2 separate regions of the Capsicum annuum genome follow, and region 1 is linked to region 2. A link is a contact called in public Hi-C data. All regions are on one chromosome and are shown on one strand. Each heading gives the region's core, a stretch centred on a gene start, on an enhancer-like site or on the middle of the called end of the contact. The rest is flanking DNA. Distances are from core to core; before and after follow the strand shown.

Region 1 (6,869 bases), core at 1,996-4,495, 50 kb before region 2:
TTAGAAAAAGGACAAAAATGATACCTAAAACTAAAATAATATCATAAAAATAGCATCCACAATTAAATACCCGATAAATAGTCATTCTCAATATAAGTCTAGTACCATTTCCATTTTGGTACCTCAAATTCTAATGTAATACCACCACTAACCTCTCTTTTTGTTTCTTAAATTGATTAGAAAATTCAGTATTTCTCAACAAAAGTCTCTAATATATGATTGTACTTATTGGAAACTACTCTTTCCGGTGACCCACAACCACCAGAAACGGCAAAAATCGTCAGTGACCCAATGTAATCTTGACATTGCTTAAGCTATTTTTCCTTGAAAATTTTCCATCACTTACCTAGTCTTTTAGCAATACGTTCAGGTACTTGAGCAGCAATCTTCTTACACATGTTACCGTACTTTGCCTGAAGAGAGATAACAAGATTTGTTCATTTGGGATTAAAGATCCCTTCTTAATCAAGAGTTTCTTTGAGATAGCTGACATCGAGCATGTCGTCTCCCGTTCTTTCTTTCTTTCTTTCTTTCTTTCTTTCTTTTCTCTTCATAATTTTCTTTTCGTTCAAACTCTTAAATCTTTGTACCTTTATCTTTTTCGATACTCCAATTTACCTTTTTTATTTCATAAATTTTGTATAAAATATCCAAAAATCTGCATTCAATTAGCTTTCTATAGTTTTTTCATGGTAAATTTGCTCAAAATTGATACAAAATAATGTCCTATATGTGCTATATGTACACAAAAACAAGCAAGATTTCTATTTATCTGTTTGAAAAGGTGGATGAATGTGCTATATGTATTGTATCAATTTGGTATAGCTATCGTATATGCTTACACAAATTTTCTCTATAAAAGGTGTATCTATGTGGTATATATTATGTATCAATGTGGTATAAAAGTGTATCAATCCAATATAAAAGAGTATCAATTGGGTATATGGTCACTGCATATGCATGCATAAGTTCTCCTTCTCTGTTGTTAAAAAAGTGTATCAATGTGGTATAAAAGAGTATCAATTGGGTATAGGAATCCCCTCTCTCTTTTAAAAAGTGTATCAATGTAGTATAAAAGTGTATCAATATGGTATAAAAGTGTATCAATTGGATATAGAGAATGCATACGGCCATCTGACTCCAATTATTATAAATTAGGCCAAATGGATAAAAAGGAAAAATAAATGGAAAAATGACATGGGCTGTCCTTTTTTTTAAAAAATGGCCCACATTTGAAAAGGTGGACATGGGTTGTCCAGTCGACTAAACTAATTTTTTTTTTTAGCCATTTGGCCCAATTGGTCACATGCAGTCTCTATACTCAATTGATACACTTTTATATTACATTGATATACTTTTATACTATATTGATACACTTTTTAAAAAAGAGAAGAGAAATTCTATGCAAGCACATGTTATCCCTATACCCAATTGATACTCTTTTATACAACATTAATACACTTTTATACTACATTGATACACTTACAATGTTCATATACTCAATTGATATTCTCTTATACTAGATTGATACATTTTTAAAATGCATGTAAAAACTATATTTTGGTTTCTGCCATAAGACTATATTTTTGTTTCTACCATAAGATGACGCAGAAATTTCGAAAGATGTTACTGAAGGATTTTCTCATTCCCAATCGTCAAGTAACTGAAGCTTAATTGGTTGAAGTAAAGCATAACAATATTCAAGGTTTATATTTTCAAACATCTTTTGTTGTTTTTTTCACTTTGGAAAACGATGAAAATAATGAACAAGAAGTTTCGAGAAAAATAGTGTTTTCTAAATGTTAATTAGAAGTTTTTTTTATTGTTGAAAGGAAAGAGATAATGAAACTTAGAAGACTGTAGGTGGAAGATGAGAATGGCGTATTTATAAAAAAAGTGGTTCATGCATTAAGCAAATTTTCATGATTGAAATGATTAAAATAATATTTTGTTGAAAGAAAAATTTGGAATTTGCAGTGGGAGAATTTAGCTTCCTTGAAGTTTCTAACATGAAGAAAATTTACCCGACTTTTACAATCACGTGCATATACTATGATATAAAAGTCGGCGGTCCAGTACATAAAATGGAAAGGGCCGAATTGTGATGCTTAATGGTTATTTAATGGGTTTTTAAAGGTGCTAGTTTTGTGAAATTATTTTAGTTTTAGATATTATTTTTATCCTTTTCCCCAAATAAATTGAACCGATTAACTTCAATTATCCATATTTTTAAATTATGGACTATTTCTTTTTTAAAACCATCAGTCCATGTCTTTTCCTCTTTTGCTTTTTACTTTTGGCTTGGCCCAAAAATTTGTTCAACTTTCCTTGATGTGGGCCCATTTACTTTTCCTCATTACATGTTTTCTATGATTTCCCTATGCATTATTTGTTCTGATTTTCCTTAAAAATATATGTGGACATCCTCTTATTTCTTTTTAATTTTAATAATGTGAAAACTTGTTCATTTCTATTTCTACGAGGGATGATTAGAAGTATGTTCTAATTTATTTGTTAGAATTTTTCTCAAATTTTTGTTAAAATATTTTTAATTATACTTAAATTGACAACTTAAAATATTTAAAAAATTTTAAAAATTATTTGTGTCATTTGAATTGACAACTCTCAAAATTTTATTTGGATGATATAAATTGAGAAAGAAGGAATAACATGTATTATGTAAAGATTACATAAAAATTTACTATGAATTATAATAATTAATAATTTAAAATATTTAAAAGTTATATTATAAATTTTAGTTGTCTCTAAATTTTAGCAATGCACATGAATTAGGAAAAATCAAGTAATATATATTGAGTCCATGCTGACACGGAATGCTTGTGTCTAGTTTATATAAGAACTAAAAAAGTTCTTCTCTTAATCAATGAGGGACAACTTTGTCTTTCATATAAGCCAAGAAATGGAGATCGAAAAAGAATTTAGAAGAATAACATGTATAATATATGTTTCACATAATTAATTTGAATTTAATAAATAAAAAAGACTAATTAAAAAATATTGTTTAAAATTTCATGAGGTAACTTTTAAGGCAATTAAAAATTTCCTACCTCGATGAAAAGCAGAGAAGTAAGTGGCTATGTCATAGTTAGAAATGTGCTCATATATAAACAAGTGGCTTAGAAATATAACGCTTATCGATCAACATGCATGTTACGTGTCAATGTGCATGACGAGTTAGCACAATACATGTCAATATGTATGACATTGTGTTAATGTGCATGATGAGTCAGCACGATATGTGTCAGCAATGCTTAACACATTTCAGTGAACATGTTGAGTCAACAAGAACATGTATCACGTCTGCATAAATGAGATTTTTATGGTCAACACATATGAAAAGTGCATGAACAACGCATATGCATGAAGGTGGTTTGTATTTGCGACGCATGTCCCGTTTATATAATCGTCATTTTCACATTAAACTATACTCGAAAAGTCGAAGACACACCTAAACTATTGGAGTGACCTAATACACAGCCATACTATTTAAAAGTGAATTTATATAAATGTTGATGGATAGAAGGGGTGGAGATGGAAAAGGGGTGTGTGCTGGTGATTAATTTAGGGAAAAAGAAAAAAATAGGTGAAAAAAATATGTGTTCGACATGTGTCAGCGCGTGTATACACATTCAAGATAAAATCTGGTTATGACATTTCAAGGGGTAAATAAATTCACTTTTAAATAGTATAGGTGTGTATTAGGTCACTCCAATAGTTTAGGTATGTCTTCGACTTTTCGAGTATAGTTTAAGGTGGAAATAATAACCTTTTCCCATCCTCCTATAAATAACGCATTATAACTTTATTGTTACACGTCAAGAGAAGATCATTTCAGTTATAAATATCCTTTTTATGGCGGAGCCATAATTTTTGTTAAGAGGGTTCAGAAGTAAATATACGAACTAATCGAAGGAGTTCAACATTTACTATACATACATAAACAAAATAAATTTAACTATACATAAATAGTATAATTTTTTATCGAATTAAGTTCGAATGAACCCTCGCGGAGCCCTGCTTTTTATGTGTAATCAAATATCAAGAAGCCTTAAGAAACTGGTGTTCTCCCAGCTACAATTCACGATTATTCCCATCAATTAACGTGAAAAAAGTAAAAGTGTGTTTAGTCACGCTCTCTGCGGACAGTCTTATCAAAGCACTTTTTTTAATCAATCAAGCAAGACAGATGGAATGAAAGAAAGAAAAAGTAGCTCCGCAATTCGACAGTGCAAAGAAGAAAATAAGTTTCTCTTAAAGTTCAATTACTTCCGTCAAGATAATTCCAGAAAATGTTATGGACTCAGATGTGTTTTCTTAATCAAAGTAATGTTATATAATATTTCTTTTGTGAAAATCATTAAGCTTTTCAATCCTAAAATCATGTCAGGTTTTTAATTAAATTGTTCTCCCACTAAGTTTCGCCACCTAAACTTAAGTTCCACCCGACAAACATCTAAAAAAATAAAATAAGCAATTCTCTATATAAAAGAGAGTATAAAATATTAAGGGAGATAACATCACACAAATACATTCGGAATAGAAAGAGGTTCACACAAGTGATACCACAATACTTGTGTCTAAAAAAATTCCACTCAAACGAAATTCTCAAACCCCTAGGACTACGTTGTGAATGCTATCAAAATAGAAGAAAGGAGCCTCTACTTATTGAGTCTGTGACCTTTTTCTATACGAATAAGAATTAGTCAAATATGCAGAATATGTTTTCCTTTTCCTAAAGGGAAATTCAATTATGATACCTAAAGAAAAATCTAATTATGATAAGAAAGTCAGGATAAATACTCAACAATAACTACGTTGATTGCTCAAGAAAAATATTTTTTCTTACACTGATAAAACAGAGTTGAAAAATATTTTTTCTTTCCACAATCCTCATAGCTGATTATTCAGCCTCCAAACGTCTAAGAGCATTACTATCCCACTTTACTTGTATTTTATGACAATTATTTTGTGAGTTAGCGGTAGGAATATAGACATAAGTTTCTTATAACTTATGTAACTTCTACCATTATTCTATTCATTTCTCATGTAACTCTTGTAACCTAAAATCATTGATATTCCATCTTTACTATTCTTATCAATTCTTATATTCATTGCATGGAAGACTTCCTCTCCTATAAATAGAGGTGGTCTTGCATGGATTTAGAAAACACACACAAAAAAAATTATAGAGTTCACAAAAGATAAAAAAAGAGAGTTCATTAGTTGAAGGGAGGTGTTCTTTTTTGTGGAACATTGAACTCAACTCTTGACCAGAGTTGTTGAGTTATTCTCTGTGAGAAGGCTGTTGTATCCTGGAGTGGATAAGTCAAGAAGATTACTATTGAACCAGTAAAACATTTACTGCACTGAGCTTGAATCTCCTTAAAGAGATCGAGATATCTGCGCCTCAGCTGAAGAAGAAGAAGAAGGCATATAGTCTTTTTTATTTTCTTTACTTGTAATTTTCAGTTGTATTTTTTATTGTAATTTCACCAATAATTTTAAGGAGATTCAATGACAACAACTAGAAAACCCGCGGATGTCATTATGGGAGATCTTAACAAGCCATTTCGATTCAATGGTACTCACTTCAAGAGGTGGAAAGGTAAAGTGCTTTTCTACTTAAGTCTTCTCAATGTTTCTTATGTGTTAACTGAGAAGAACCCAAACAAAATAGATAACTCTTCCATGACCAACGATGAACTAAGCTCTCTTCAAGAGAAAGTTGAAAAATATGATGGTGACTCCTATAAGTGTCTGTATTTTTTACTTAATTATCTATCTGATTATTTTTATAATTATAATGATAGAACTTACTCTAGTGCAAAGAAAATTTGAAAAGCCTTGCAGAGTAAATATGACACTGAGGAGGCGAGAACGAAAAATATGTGGCTAGCAGATTTTTCGTTTCCAAATGGTGGACAACAAATCAGTGGTAGACCAAGCTCAGGACTTCATAATGATCGTTGGCGAGATCAGGTCCGAAGAAGTCAAAATTGGAGATAACCTTATTGTTTGTGGTATAATTGATAAACTTCCACCTTCGTGTAAGGAATTTCAAAAAACTATGTACCACAAGTAAAAGAAAAATTCTCTTGGGACTTTAATAATGAGAATCCGCATGAAAGAAGAAGCAAGGAGCCAAGATATACTTTTACAAATAGAAGAGAACAACATCACACCGAAGGTAAAATTAGCTTTTTCAAATAATGCTACCCCTGAAACTAACAAAAATACTACTTTGAAGCCTAAGAAGAAAAAATTCAAGAAAAATGATGGTAGACATCCCAAGGACAATAATGGTGGAAACAACCAAACAAAAAATCAACATGTACAAGAAAAAGGATCGAGCTTTGTCTATAGCAAGAGTGGGCATATTGCTCGATTTTGCAGATTTTGGAAACATGGGCCTAAACCTCAGGAAAACATTATCGAAGAACTATTTGTGGCAGTGATAACAGACATAAACATGATGGAGAATATTGATGGATGGTGGGCTGGCTCTGGTGCAAACTGCCATGTTTGTTATGACAAAGACTGATTTAAAAAATATACTAATTTTGAGAAGCCCAAAATCATCATGCTTGGAGATTCACACACAACTCAAGTACTTGGAATGGGAGATGTCGAATTGAGTTTTACTTGTGGAAGGGTATTGATATTAAAAGATGTACTTTATACTGCTTCTAAGAGAAAAAAATTTGATGTCTAGTTTTCTTCTTAATAAAGCAGGCTTCAAACAGATTATTGAGTCTGATCAGTATGTAATTGTTAAAAATAATATTTTTGTGGGAAAGGGATATGCATGTGATGGTATGTTCAAGTTGAATGTTGAAATGAATAAAACA
Region 2 (6,438 bases), core at 2,523-5,022:
ATCAATACACACACACACCACCATTTCTAATCCTCAAACCAGTGAATTCATCAGTCAGGTCAGTGATTATTTTCTTATACCTAAATGAATGTATTCCACTATTCCTTAGTTTATGACTTAACATATTAATTCATAACTTATTATTATTAATAAATAAGTCCTATTTCCAGTTATATTAAAGTAGTGGTACCCTCTTCAAAAGGAGGGGGGGAGCTAAGGTGCACACTTGAGCGCTTTGGTTGTTGCACCATATCGCCTAATTGAAGTGACAAATCGGCCAACTACACCACACCTACTGCAGGTTTATCTGTATATTAGTTACTCTTAGGTATCTCTTTACTTTCTTTTAGTCCATCTTAAAATTACTTGTTTTGTGGTATGATTGATGTGGATAACTCCCCGTTTAGGAGGCATGAGTACTTCCAAAGGCTTATTCCTCTTGTCACAATGTACAGGAAGGAGTTTTTAGATATGTGAAACATAATGTCATCTTAAATTTGTATGAATCCTTTTCTTTTCTGTATCTCTTGTAATGTTTCTGCATGCTGAGATTCATCTTATCTTTATAAGAGCATGTAGTCGACTCAGGAACTATGTTCAAGAGCTTACTGTTCGAATGTCCTTCCTTGCAAAGCTTCAGTCCGTGTAATCTCTCTTTAAAGACTAAATTTACACGAGTTTCTTTTGATGTTAGGAGGAACACAGGATCATGACATTGTCACATATGTGTGTACAAATCATGGAGATTTAACTATTTGCGGAAGATCTTCAACGTCAAATCATGGAGATTTAACTATTCGCGGAAGATCTTCAACGCCAAAGTTAGCTTCAAATTTTGACTATCGAATTGAATCCCTTAAGCCACCACCAAAGTTGGCTTCAAACTTTGACCATCGAATTGAATCCCTTAAGCTTGAGGAAGAGATTGATCAAACTCTGCAGGCATTGAGGAAGTCTCAAGAATTTGAGTACAGACTTGCTGAGGAAAGACTTTTTGCTCAAAAGAACTGCGTCATGAATCTATACGAGCAGCTTGACTTGGAAAGATCTGATCTCTTAAGACGTACATCGATGGTTGAAACAGATACCTTACTTGATGTTGTGCTAAATAGAGTAGAGCAAGTAAAGCGAGAAGTGCTGAAACTCAAGGACATGAAACAGGTACAAAATGGATTTGGAAGCACTTCTAAGCAGATACTCAAGGACTACTTTGGTCTAGCCACAGAATCTTCTTAAAGCAAAGGTCTGCACATTGGATCTACAACAATTACATGTTGGCAATCTTATGCCAATATTTTGTTCCGATTGTAGAGTATGTTGTTGTTACATTGCAGTAAGTTCATATGTGAACATTCTCATGATATCGAACTTATGTAGAATTTTCAGAAGTTGAGTGGAATAGAGTTTTTCTCTTTTGAGAAACAATGTTCTTTCTGCTCCAACTTCCCATATGAAAAGGGGAGCATTACCTGAGTATGTATCAACTCTATTGAAACATTCCCTGTGTTGTCGTCGTGTTATTTGGCATATGTAAGCGAGACAATGTGCTTCAGTTATTGCATTATTTTGCGTTTTAGCAACACTAATTCCTGTGCTTTGGTTATTGCTCCTTGTTTTCTGGATGCTATGTAATGCTTTCCTTATTATTTGTTTGTCATCTTTTACTTTTGTATTTTGCGTGTTTGGCTGCTTTGATATGGGTTACTCGCATCGAGTCTTTTGGATACAACCTCTCTATTTATGGGATTACACTGGATATTAGTTGTCGTTGTTACTACGCAACTGAGACTAATAGGTCCTTATATTGGTTCGTATAGACTAGCTGATCCAGTGTATTGAGCTCATTTACTCCACTCCGAATTTTAGCCCTACCAGACACTTGTTCTTCCCTACTTTTGACAAAAGAATGAGAACGTAAGTTATGTCTAACAGGATACAACAATATATCATATCACTTAGAAAATACAAATAAGCTTAATAAAAAGAATTAGCATTAAGTTTATTGCATACAAGATCGAGAAAATAGTTTAAAGCTTACGAATTCTAATATTTTCAATCTTATGAAAAGTTAATCCACCCTAAACAATTTTCAAGACTCCCTGTTCCAAAACTCAATTCTTCTATAGCACAAAAACAAACTCATTCATAACACAAAGAAAGTTGATTAAAAGTAATTCTGAATTATTCAAAATAGGTCAATTCTTTCTCTAAACAATATTTCATAGTTGATCAATTAGCTCAAAAATGCAATGAAATTGAACAAATAGCTCAATATACCATTCTTCTATAACACAAAAACAACCCATTCTTCTACAAGACTATACAAAGAGAAAATAGTCAAAAGTATTAAATTATTCAAAATAAGCCAAATTTATCTCTAAGAAAGTATTTTATAGTTGGTCATTTAGTGCAAAAGAGCACTCCAGTTGGACTAACCGTTACTCCAAAACAAAAATTTAGAAAGTGGGTCAATATTGGGTTGAATAAATTTGTATTTTCCATAATAATATCATGAAACTAGAATCAAGAAAACATTAAATAAAATTATTAAAAACTATGTCAAATGATAGAATATTAGTACAGTAGTTATTTATTATTACATGGAGAATAATGTTTCCCAGTCAACCATTATGTACAACAATTATCATTAGTAGTATCATTTTGTATTAATAAAAATTCTTTTTTAAATATATGGTTATTAGTTATTACTGTACAAGAACAAGCCGGCCACCGCCGCCCCAAACATCCCTACCGTCGGCGAATTCACCACCGTCACGGCCAGCTTTCGGCACCGTCACAATTAACTCACCGTCAACAAACACCGCCGTAGCCATCTCCGGCCTCGTCGCCGCCGGCAACCTAAACCGCCACGTGTCCACGTTCAATTCGTCCAACAACAACAACTCTTCTCCTCCGCCGGCCAGTCCGTCACCGCCGCCATTCCTCACCACAATCTTCGTAATTCCCGTATGTATCTCCACCGCCTGCACCCTAACACCTCCTGCCGCCGCTCCACCGTTACCGTCAAGTTCCATCTCCGCTACGAAACGGAAGAATTCAGGTCCTTCTTCAACCGCCACGTCAGCATCGGAACGGAATGGAAGTTCTAGAACCTTCCCGAAAACATGAGGTAATTTTCGTAACTTCTTCAACGGGTTTCCTTCCATAATTGCAAATAATTGTTGTCGTTCCGCTGAATTTATACCTTCACGTATCGCAATATTACGTTTCAAGGACATAGGATGGATCCTCATGCTCTACGAATTTACCAAAATGCCCCCAATATACCACCAATTCTTTATCGAAATTACAGTTTTGCCCTGATGTAAAAACAGATTAACGTAAATTAACAATGAAGAAATACTGATGATCAAATGTAGAAATTATGTCAAATTGGATCATGGTAAATCTGTATGGGAATGAAAAAATGAAAGAAAGAAGAAATGAGAAAGAAAATGCAAATGAAATTGAATATATAAAAGAGGGGGTATGTATATAAATAGTAATATATATTCAATTACATGTTGCCTCAGCAAATAGGGATTTGGACTTTTTGTTCAACAGCTAGATGGAGAAGAAGAAAGAAGATCATATAAAAAGGAAATGAATTTTGGAGACACAGATGAAAGGGAATTTGGAGTTTTTTTTTTTTCTTTTGGTTAATTGTTTTATGGGTATTAAAGTTTTGCGGGGAAATGAATTTTGTTTAAAAAGTTAGGAAGGATAAGTCAAATCTTTTTTTTATAGGGTGAAAATTATTTCCCCATCAAGTTTATTTTAAAACTCAATGTCCCCCCTCTACTTTTGAATAATAAGTATTCTCTTCCCTTTTAACTTGACAATTTCAATTGCAATTTTATTCAAGTATTTATATATTTTTATTTAAATTTTTTAGTTTAATCTTTTTAATGAACTTGTCACAAAAGCTAATGTTAATTTTTATGATTGTTATTTTATTGAGATAACTCACAAGTATTTTTCGTCTCCCTTCCCCCTCCCCTTCAACTATATCCAAAGTTGTTATGGCATACGTAAATTTTGCGGAGGTCATATTACCCCCTAAGCTCATTTTTTTTTTTGTATTTATGCTCTTTTTTGCTGACCAACGGTCAAGTATCAGAATTTTTTTGTATTCATTTTGCGTGCTGACTTGGCCAAAAGAAGTACAAAAATATTTTGATACATAACAGCCAGATCAGCAAAAAATGAGTTTAGATGGTAATAGGCTTTCCTTAAAGTTTAACTGTGCCATAGCAACTTCAGGTATAGTTTAGGGGTGTAACGCCCCAACTTTAGATAATGAGTTCCACATCAACAAAACGCTGAGTCCATGAGGGGTGTATGTAACACCTCAACTTAGGATAAGGAGTCCCACATCGGCAAAACACAGGAGGGATGCTGAGTATATAAGTAAGCAAGTCTTACTCCGTCGTGATGCGTTTTAAAGCCGTGAGGGCTTGGGCCGAAGGCGAACAATATCACTAGTGGGTTGGGGAGTTTCAGGGGTCTCTCGGGCCTTGATGTTTTGGGATGCCCGTCGCGGCCAGAACCCCGGCTCAGGTCGCGATAACCTTGTACCTTATCTTTTATTTTACATGCATTAAAAATGTGTTATATATATATATATATACACACACACGAACATGAGTTTTGATATACTTTCTCGGTTTTTTTTTACTTGTTACTTTTTATTTTTTCAGGTCAACCTACATAAATTTTGATCAATATTTTAAGATATATTTTTTCATTTTATTAATATGAAGAAGGATTGTAACTTATAGCATTTTCATATATTTTCTAGTCATCCAAATTTTAAATTTAAATATTAAATTATACATCTTAAAATGTTGGTCAAAGTTCATGCAGGTTGACATCAAAAAGCGAAACAATGACAAGTAAAAGTAAACAGAGGGTGTATATATTTAGGGGTCGTTTGATGTGAGGTATAAGGAATAAGTAGCCCCGAGATAAAATGAAGGATTATCTTATCCCATATTTGATTGGAGGTATGAGTCAATACTGGGATAACTTATCCCATCATTTACATCATAGTGATGAGATAAGTTATCCCAGATAATTTTGAGATAATTAATTTCGAAATTAATTATCCCGGAATAACTATTTCCCAACCAAACGACCCCTTATAATATAAGTAAACTTTTAAATTAATTTAGTATAAAATATATCTTCATTTTTGCTATATGTTATTATATTACATGCATTGGAATATGCTTATAAAGTTATTTTTATTTATTATTTTCACAAGTATAAATAGATATTACAGTTTTAATTATTATTAAAGTTGAGGGGAAATTTGATTTTTAAAGTAAAGTTAAGGGGGGAATGATTTTCACCCTTTTTTTATTTGCTGAAAATAATAAATTACAATTAATTTGCACCAGTTAGTATCTAAATTACAATTAACTTTTACGATATAAGTTTATGTTTTTCATCCGTTCATATATGATCTTATCTGACTCGCTCGTTAGTCATATTAAAGATAAGATAGATATATATACATACATTTTGAAAGTTGCATATTATATATTTTCTTGAATGAGAAAAAGTCAACCCCAGTGATTTCGATTCGGATTACACCATTATCCCACACACTGCATCTTCAGCATATATTAAGGTTGTTAATTTGATCCCTTCCTTTTACAATCCTGTAGTTGCTAATTGCTATATTTTTTCATATTACGATTTACAATAAACCAAATAATGGAATTCAATTTGTGTGTTTGACAAAGAAGGAATTAACAAAACCATTATTTAGTTAGAGGAGACACCATAATTATAATATCCTTAAAGATAATAGATTAGTTGTCAACAACAGCATAACTAGTGTAATCCCACGAGTGAAATCTGAGAAAGGTGGTGTGTACACAACATCACACCCTACTTTGTAAAGATAAAAAGCTTGTTTCCGATAGATTATAGATGGATATTAGTGTAAATTGCAATATCCTCCTCTCGTACTAGATCGCTGGAGCATTTGAGATATAGGATAGTAAAGAAACTGTACATTGCGTAACAATGAAAAAGAGAAATTTAACAAAAGAATTTATAACAAATGGATATAAAATGCTGCAAATTGACAACTCAATCCTGTTGGTAATGCATTTCATCCTATATTAAAATTTTTGCTAGCTACTCTCTTAAGTTAATCCATAATCCAATTCTACTAAATATGTTTATGATCACAAAAGCCACCGAGCCAAATATATAGACAACCAGCTTCAGATTTTGCTGCAGATTACATTTAATAGGGCATGCAAGACTCGTCCCAGAGGACATATCAGTTCAATCTTGCATTCATCAAGGTTGGCCAATTACAAACTTCAACCTTCCACGTTCACATGGCGATGCATCCTACGCCTGCCATGAGACCGTCTGTGGCTATGTTTACGCCTTCTAGGCAGCAGTCTTGATGCTTCA

The links. A called contact is a pair of places that touch in the nucleus more often than the background predicts.
Region 1: a contact with region 2 is called in a Hi-C map of placenta, with 3 times the contacts expected there. The contact joins the enhancer-like site here to the promoter of LOC107866450 in region 2. A contact is called at or near these places in 2 of 5 Hi-C or Micro-C datasets (leaf and placenta).

The regions. Positions count from the first base shown.
Region 1 is chr3:22,876,982-22,883,850 of UCD10Xv1.1, reverse strand. No RefSeq gene overlaps it. Among protein-coding and RNA genes, the nearest start is that of LOC124897043, 12 kb to the left of the region's middle. Within about 2 kb of position 3,245, at least 1 of the 5 cell types and tissues checked has an H3K27ac peak or open chromatin away from gene starts, as enhancers often do.
Region 2 is chr3:22,827,934-22,834,371 of UCD10Xv1.1, reverse strand. It overlaps LOC107866450, which reads right to left and starts at 3,772. Exons shown (of 2, transcript XM_016712507.2): 1 at 3,522-3,772; 2 at 2,524-3,320. The coding sequence starts at 3,254. The coding sequence ends at 2,706. It overlaps LOC107864135, which reads right to left. Exons shown (of 5, transcript XM_047409192.1): 5 at 6,051-6,438. The coding sequence ends at 6,342. It overlaps LOC107864134 (protein TITANIA), which reads left to right. Exons shown (of 5, transcript XM_016710417.2): 5 at 695-1,586. The coding sequence ends at 1,236.